2 separate regions of the Hordeum vulgare genome follow, and region 1 is linked to region 2. A link is a contact called in public Hi-C data. All regions are on one chromosome and are shown on one strand. Each heading gives the region's core, a stretch centred on a gene start, on an enhancer-like site or on the middle of the called end of the contact. The rest is flanking DNA. Distances are from core to core; before and after follow the strand shown.

What was found. A called contact is a pair of places that touch in the nucleus more often than the background predicts.
Region 1: a contact with region 2 is called in a Hi-C map of leaf, with 2.9 times the contacts expected there. The contact joins the enhancer-like site here to the promoter of LOC123444301 in region 2. A contact is called at or near these places in 2 of 6 Hi-C or Micro-C datasets (leaf and seedling).

What each region holds. Positions count from the first base shown.
Region 1 is chr3H:466,507,243-466,511,638 of MorexV3_pseudomolecules_assembly, forward strand. No RefSeq gene overlaps it. Among protein-coding and RNA genes, the nearest start is that of LOC123440185, 45 kb to the left of the region's middle. Within about 2 kb of position 2,954, at least 2 of the 3 cell types and tissues checked have open chromatin away from gene starts, as enhancers often do. A contact at or near this core is called in leaf, where this site is marked.
Region 2 is chr3H:466,459,321-466,463,870 of MorexV3_pseudomolecules_assembly, forward strand. LOC123444301 (probable serine acetyltransferase 1) reads left to right here and starts at 3,133. Exons shown (of 1, transcript XM_045120984.1): 1 at 3,133-4,484. The coding sequence starts at 3,273. The coding sequence ends at 4,184.

The DNA.
Region 1 (4,396 bases), core at 1,704-4,203, 48 kb after region 2:
CCCATACGCTTGTGGGACATCACTGGCGCGACCCACGTGCGATGACCGAGCTAGGAGGCGCGGGCGAGCGGCTCATCTGGTCAACGCGGGCGGGCAGCGCTCGATGCAGGCACGCATGGCAGTTGATGACGAGGGCGGCAGCACTCGGGGATCCCGTCGATGCGAGGACGGGGGAAGGGACAGGGAGGCGAGGAACAGGCATGGGAGGTCGTCCCTGGCCGGATCGGGGCGGGCGGGTGGCGTGGTGCTCGACGGATCTGGATGGACGCAGCAACCGGAGGCCGGCGGTGGCTGGTGACTTGGGTGGCCATGGCGGGCACTGGGCTCGTTCGGCGAGGCTCCGACGAGCGCTCGCGGTGCAGGGGACCGACGGGGTCGCGGCAGGGTCTAACAACCAAGCGGCTGCGCATGCCGGCAAGGGAGGCGTGCGGTTGGGCGACGAAGGCACGCAGGGGAGGCACGAGGCGCGGGATGGAGGATCTCGGGCGGCGGCGGGTTTGATTCGGGCCCGAGCGGGCCTCAGATGGGCTCGGCGGGCCCGGCGATTGAGAGGGAGGAGGTTGGCTCACGTGGCATCTGGGGGTTGGGGAGGCACGAAATTCTAGGAAGGATTAGGGTTAGGTCGAAAATGGCAGGATGGGTGTCTATATATAGCAAGGGAGGCTAGCTTAGGGGGTTTAGTCCGTTTTTGGACCGTCAGAACTCGATCCGGCGGTCCGAAGCATAGGGGTAGGCTAGGTGGGCTGGGTACGTTATGTAGAGGTGGCTAGGCCAAGAAGAGAGAGAGGTTAGGAAGCCCGTCACAGGTTTTTTAAACACCGAAAACGTTTCACAATTTGACAGGCTATTAGTGCCGCTATAGTTATCCGTTGTGGTAGCAAAGGACCTACGAATGCGATGAAATTTGGCACGGGGTCTACCTATCTTGAAATAAAATCGCACACCAACTTTCAACACATTCTGAAAAAGTTGCATACATATTTTTAAAAACAATATTTAATGATGTCGCGGGCGCGTGCGTGTGTGGTTGGTCCCGAAACGGTCAACGATAACAACGGAGAGAACTGACAACTAACAACGGATGCAAGTTTTGAAAAATGACAGCAATGGAGTGCCGATGCAATACGGATGATGCGAATGATGTGATGATGAATGTGACAACCAAATAAATCACTCGGCGACAATGAAATAAAATAGGAATTTTCTCGAGCATTGGTTCGAGACTGTTAGAACCTCCACGTGCGCCCACCGTGCCACATGTCCCGCCACGCCCGCGCATCACCCCTGCTGTTGTCGTGGTGCTTATGGTCGTCGCGAGTCCACCGTCACGCCTTCCTCCTCACGGGCCACTGGATCCGCGTCGAAGCCGCGCTTGCGCAATACGCGTGCATGTCCGTGCTTGCCAGATCCGCCCGCAAGCCTCCCTATGAGATCCCCCCCCCACACACACACACCCCTTCCATGGAGCCGGCCTGGACTTCGTCAGCAGGTCTCCTCATGCGACGGCGAGGTGAGGAGGAGGAAGGGGGTGTGGTGGTGGCGATGCCGAAGGGATTCCACCTATTCCTATCCAACCCGGAGGAGGGGAAAGATTGATGGTGATTATTGCAGAGGCAGCTGGTTCCTGTATCGTTTTATATGATTTGTACATGGGAAAATCCATGGATTTTTGTGTGTAAACTTGTATGAATTTTGATTCAGTCTAACTTCATCAAAAAATTCGTTTCTCTGTGATTCAACGTGTCCTGATGTCCGACCCCCCATGCATTTCCTACTTTTTCTGCCTTTGGAATCTTTCAAACCATAAGACCGTCGACCTCAGTGGCTTTATTTCCTCGGAGTTCCTCGGAGAAGCTAGTGCATACGGCTTGATGAGATCTACAACTGTTTATGTAACACCAAGTAGCACCTCAAGGTGAATTTATACTTGAAAATTTTGCTGTAAATAATTGATGAGATGGCAGGCGCCAAGTTGCACCGCTCTCATCAGCGTCAGCTTGAGTATTACGATAACAACAAATACAATACTAAGCTTATAACCCAATTACATGGTATTTTTCTCTATGCAGACGAGAGATGTAAAAAAGCAAAGGAAGAAGGCTCTTGAGCAATAGCCTAACTATATACACATTGCTAGACAAATAAAATTAATGATTTTAAAAGAAGGAACAACTAGTTAACGAGCATTCCTTAGAAAATCTCTCAACGATCACTCCCACGCGTCATCACTTGACGCGTGTTTAGCCGCCGTCACATGTCACATTCTGAGTGTTCCCTTCAGATTTCTTTTTTTAATTTTCCGCACGCGTTTTTGACTTTTCAGGTTTTTTTGTGTGTGTTTTGGTTTTTCACCGGTCTTTTTTAGATTTTTGATGGAACAAAATCTCTTTTTTTTTGCAAAAAACGCAAGTTTTTTTCAAGAGGTACGTTTTTTGCTTTCGTGAGAGGCACGGTCATGCCTCTTGGAAACGGGAAAAACGCGTTTATTTATTTATTTATTTTTGCGAGAGGCACGGTTTTGCGTTCGTGAAAGGCACGGTCATGCCTCTTGGAAATGAAAAAAATGTGTTTTCTATTTTTTTTCACGAGAGAAATGATTTTGCTTCTGCGAAAGCCACAGTTTTATTTATGCGAGAGGCATGATCGTGCTCCTCGAAAACGAATAAAACGTGTTTTTTGATTTTTTACAAAAGGCACGGTTTTGTTTTTCTAAAAGGTACGATTATGCTTCAATGAAGGCACGGTCGTATCTCCCAAAAACAGGGAAAAACGTAATTTTTTTCTTTAAGAGAAGTATGATTTTACTTCTGTAAAAGGTATGTTTTTATCTTCGTGAAAGCCATGATTTTGCTTCGAAGACATGTTACTTTTTTTTCATGCGGGGGACAGACATGTTACTTTCGGCCGAGCTGTGATTGTATTTGCGCGACTTTGACAGCTCGATAGCACGGCCACCATCGGATGGTGCCAAAGCAATTGGTCGAGGACGACATGATATTCTTTGAGATCCACTTGTGCTCACATTACTTGTGGACCTCGTTTTAAGCTAGCGATCTATCTCTAGAATGCCAACGTTTCGGTATAAAAAACTACTAAATCTGCTAAGCTACCAACAAAAACTTACAATTATAAAAAAAACTAATAGATCTGCTACTCCTATCGGTATTAATTGTTTTTGTAAACGCAGTACGAGCATTCCATAAAAGCAAATACACTCATCCTTATAAACGTACACACATACAACTTATCTTTGTAAGCATTTTTAAAAGACTGATCTTGCATATCATTTTAAGATTTACGCACTCACTGTAGACGCCTCGTCATTCACGAAAACATCTCCTTCCACTAAATGTGCATAGCTAGAAATCTTAAAATAAATTCAGGAAAATAATACGAACACCAAGACTTGAACTCTGATAGGTTGAAGAAACCACGGTCCCTCTAAAAGCATCTATAGTCAGACCTTTCATGTGTATCTCAAACGTCTGGCCTGGCCGCCCGGTCACTGATGGATAGCAAAAAATCAACCCAGTCGGGCCCTCAAACGGGTTGACCGACACTCCCCATATCCATCCCAAATATGAGGCAGATATGGGGCGCTCGGGCACACCCGCCACGTCCGCATGGCTCGTGTTGTCCTGCATCGACCCCATATATATATATGTCATCATCGGCTCGCCGGGCCAAACCCTAGCCACTTCACTTCACTCCCCCCCTACACTTCCATCCGTCACCCAAGCTCACCTCCGGTGATCTCTGGCCTTCTCTAGCATGGAGGGCGGCGGATCTGACCCCGACCAGTCCGGATGCATCGAGTGGGGTGTCATCTCCTGCAGGTTGGAGGAGGCAACGGCGGTCCACAATGCGTTTCGCCGCTCACGTGAGGACAACGCCCGATCGGCTGCAGAATATGTCCGCCGTGACTCCATCGTGTCAGCTCAACACGTGCCCGGGTCCTCAAGGGCTGGACCATCGCGATCCCGGCGGCTGAAAAATCTCTCCTTCCCCATCACCGGTCCGCCAGACAGTGAGTCCCACTGGGAACGGGCTTCCCGCCGTGGGAAGGAGAGGATAATTACCGCCGAGGCCCGTATCATGGAGGAAATGGCGGCGGCTGATGCGGCGGCACGGGCAGCCGCAGAAGAGAAAGCCATTCGCGCCCGCATTTTAAAGAAACGAAAGTGGAGTAACACGCGTGCACGCGCCTCGAGAGCATAATCGGGCGGTATGTAAAATGGTCGTATTGCCACCGAAGGTGGAGAAGGAGGTCAACGACGGTAAGGACAACTCCGATGACGAGCGGATCCGGCTTGATCTGTACTTTGTCTTCGACTGGTACTTCCACAAGAAGGGTGGCAAGGGCTCCGGGAAGGGGAAGGACAGCCCTGGATTATGT
Region 2 (4,550 bases), core at 1,883-4,382:
TTGGATTATTTGGTGGAAGAGTTTATGTTCAGATCCTTGATGCTATTCATTACACCTCTGGTCATGATTATGATTATGTCTTGTGAGTGGTTACTTTTGTTCCTGAGGACATGGGATAAGTCATGTTAATAATAGTCATGTGAATTTGATATTAGTTCAGTATTTTGATATGTTGTATGTTGTTTTTCCTCTAGTGGTGTTATGTGAACGTCGACTACATAACACTTCACCATATTTGGGCCTATAGGAAGGCATTGGGAAATAGTAAGTAGATGATGGGTTGCTGGAGTGACAGAAGCTTAAACCCTAGTCTATGCGTTGCTTCGTGAGGGGCCGATTTGGATCCACTAGTTTAATGCTATGGTTAGACTTTGTCTTAATTCTTCTTTTGTAGTTGCGGATGCTTGCGAGAGAGGTTAATCATAAGTGGGATGCTTGTCCAAGTAAGGGCAGTACCCAAGCGCCGGTCCACCCACATATCAAACTATCAAAGTAACGAACGCGAATCATATGAACATGATGAAACTAGCATGACAGAAATTCCCGTGTGTCCTCGGGAGCGTTTTTCCTCCTATAAGACTTTGTTCAGGCTTGTCCCTTGCTACAAAAGGGATTGGGCCACTTGCTGCACCGTTGCTACTACTTGTCACTTGTTACTACCTGTTACCGCTACTTTCAGTGCTTGCAGTTATTACCTTGCTGAAATCCGTTTATCAGAGCCTTCTGCTCCTCGTTGGGTTCGACACTCTTACTTATCGAAACGACTACGATTGATCCCCTATACTTGTGGGTCATAATATAATAATTCCCTATAACCCTAGCATCATCGAACCTTAAGTGTGTAGACCGTACGGGTTCGGGAGGCATGCATACATGATCGGGACACCTCTCCGGCCCATAACCATTAGCGGGGTCTGGATACCCATGGTGGATCCCGCATGTTCCACGATGATCTCATCGGATGAACCACGATGTCAAGGATTCAATTAATCCCGTATACAATTCCCTTTGTCTACCGGTATAGAACTTGCCCGAGATTCGATCGTCCGTATGTCCATACCTTGTTCAATCTAGTTGCCGGCAAGTCTCTTTACTCGTTCCGTAGCACATCATCCCGTGACTAACTCCTTAGTCACATTGAGCTCATTATGATGATGTTCTACCGAGTGGGCCCAGAGACACCTCTCCGTCACACGGAGTGAGAAATCCCGATCTCAGTTCGTACCAACCCAACAGATACTTTCGGAGGTACCCGTAGTGCAGCTTTATAGTCACCCAGTTACGTTGTGACGTTTGATACACCCAAAGCACTCCTACGGTATCCGGGAGTTGCACAATCTCACGGTCGAAAGAAAATATACTTGACATTAGAAAAGCTTTAGCATACGAACAACACGATCTAGTGCTATGCTTAGGATTGGGTCTTGTCCATCACATCATTCTCCTAATGTTGTGATCCCGTTATCAATGACATCCAATGTCCATGATCAGGAAACCATGATCATCTATTGATCAACGAGCTAGCCAACTAGAGGCTTGCTAGGGACACATTGTGATCTATTTATCCACACATGTATTATTGTTTCTTGTTAATACAATTATAGCATGAACAATAGACGATTATCATGAACAAGGAAATATGATAATAACCATTTTATTATTGCCTCTAGGGCATATTTCCAACACTGCATTCTTCTCTTTCAGATGATCTTGCGGAGAGATAGCCAACACCTTTCTTCCAATTTGAGCTTTAGGCACAACCACAAATGGAGTGACATCTTCAAACCGAGAATCATTCCCTCTACCTCTCAGCCTACGCACTTCATCTCGCATATCTCCAATCAGATCACTCAAAAACTTCGGCAATGGATCATCATGCCATTCAACAAATCCACAACCACCATGTTGTTCAATTTGTAGTAACATAAATGAATTAGTGGGGAGGAGAACAAATGAAGAGAAACAACATCAAAATCAAACTCACCATGGCATCGACGCACGCGTAGTACCTCATGCCTGAGTTAGGAATGCTCAAGGAGATCCATCTTGGCGCCTTCTGACGAGGATTGCACCATCAAAGCTTCGCCGGCTAGTAAGCCATCGGGCTCTCTTTGTAGGGCACCAGCGACCTCGACTCCTCCCCTCTCCTTCCCGCGGCTCGACGAAAGCCAGGCGCAGCAACAGCAGAATGACCCGATGACCACGACATTCCTGTGGACAGATCAGCCGCCGCACTGCGCAACGTGCTCCGCCGCTGCGCCGCTCAGGATCCGCAACCGCCGCCCCTAACCCTACTCCTCCCACTCCAAAATCCCCAATTACTTTGTTGTGGCCTCGTCTCTCACCGCGCGTTGCGATTATAACGCAACCTGGCCCACCAGACATAAAGAATCATGGCCACGTCAGCGTGTTTACTTCTAAAACGATATCAAAGTTTGATTTAGACCGGGATCTAAAAGTTTAGGATACAAACGACAAGGATTTCAAGTTCAGGGTTCGATTCGCTGAAGCCCTACCAGTTCAAGGTTTGAAATGGACTTTTTCCAGGCCGGGAGCAGTTGACCGAGGACGTGTAGGACGAGTAGAAGCGGGGAGGGTATTAGTGTTTCGTTAGTGAGTCATTTTCGTTAACGGAGTATTGACATCATTGTACATGATTAGACGATGTAGATTTTAAGTTGGACCTGTCTTCTCTTTCTAATTTTTTTAGGGTAGTAGATGTGGCAACTGCACGACATCGCTCCTCTCCCCTCCATCTCCCCACTTTGATTTCGAACGGTCCATCGAGGAAAGAAACGAACATGCCTCCTTGTGGGACCCGCCACTACAAAACGACACGCTTGACCGCGGCTGGCGATGATCCGATCCGATCGGGTAACACCTGGGCATACCGTTGCGCGATCGGTTCGGTCTGACGGTAAAGGAAGGGTGTGCTTGCGAGAGCTAAAAAGGACTGTATTTTTTAACATTTAGGTTATTTATTTGCAAAGAAAGAGTCAGCGCTGCCGTGTGTACGCCATCCAGTCGTGTCGCCTTCGCTTGCTCTCGGCAACTCGGGCTCGCGCTCTTCTGTCGTGTGTACCACCTTAGGTTGGGCCCCGGTCGGAGATAAGCTTCCATTCTCATTGGCTGCTGGCTGGCTGGTCCACCACGCGGGACGTGGCTATACACGGCCCGCGCCTATACACCCGTTCCGCGGACGGCACCGCAGAGTCACGGCGCCCTCACAAGCCAACGGCCCACACACCATCGACGCGACGACGGCGACGACGATGACGGCCGGTCAGCCCCTCCGCGCCGATCCCCAGCAGCGCCGCCACAGCCCGCCGGCCCTCCACCCCGCCGTGGTGCCGTCCTACCCGCCCCCGGAGTCAGACAACGACGAGTCCTGGGTCTGGGCCCAGATCAAGGCCGAGGCGCGCCGCGACGCCGACGCCGAGCCGGCGCTCGCCTCCTTCCTCTACGCCACCGTGCTCTCCCACCCGTCGCTCGAGCGCTCCCTCTCCTTCCACCTCGCCAACAAGCTCTGCTCCTCCACCCTCCTCTCCACGCTCCTCTACGACCTCTTCGTCGGCTCCCTCGCCGCGCACCCCACCATCCGCGCCGCCGCCGTCGCCGACCTCCTCGCCGTGCGCTCCCGGGACCCCGCCTGCGCGGGCTTCTCCCACTGCCTCCTCAACTACAAGGGCTTCCTCGCCGTCCAGGCCCACCGGGTCGCGCACGTCCTCTGGGCGCAGAACCGCCGCGCCCTCGCGCTCGCGCTCCAGTCCCGGGTCGCCGAGGTCTTCGCCGTCGACATCCACCCGGCCGCCGCCATCGGCAAGGGCATCCTCCTTGACCACGCCACCGGGGTCGTCATAGGCGAGACCGCCGTCGTCGGCGACAACGTCTCCATCCTCCACCACGTCACGCTGGGCGGGACAGGCAAGGCGGTGGGCGACCGGCACCCCAAGATCGGGGACGGCGTTCTGATTGGCGCCGGGGCGACGATCCTGGGCAACGTGCTGATTGGCGCCGGGGCCAAGATCGGTGCCGGGTCGGTGGTGCTCATCGACGTGCCGCCGAGGAGCACCGCGGTGGGGAACCCCGCGAGGCTGATCGGCGGGAAGAAGGGCGACGACATGCCAGGGGAGTCCATGGACCATACCTCCTTCATACAGCAGTGGTCAGATTACACCATCTGAGACACTGAGCCGAGCAAGATGCCACTCTCCTCCTCTGTAACCTGTAATACTAATGCCCAGTCATGTCCCTTTCTTTCGAATAGTGAACTGGTGCTAGTCTGAAAGTATCTGCCTCCGGTGAGGAGAAGGTGAACCATACCGTGCATGGCCGTGCTCAACGCCGGCAAATGTACTGAACTGAAAGTTCACCCTGTACCTGTAATTTTGCGAGATGTAATGGTCACTACTCAGACTGGCATCCTTGATGCTTTGTAATACTCGCATAGATATTTTTTATGACATCTTTGCTGTTTGTACAAATCAAATTGCTCGTCTCCGGACAAATTCATTGATACTTCTTTCTGCAATTCCAAATTCCAAATTCCA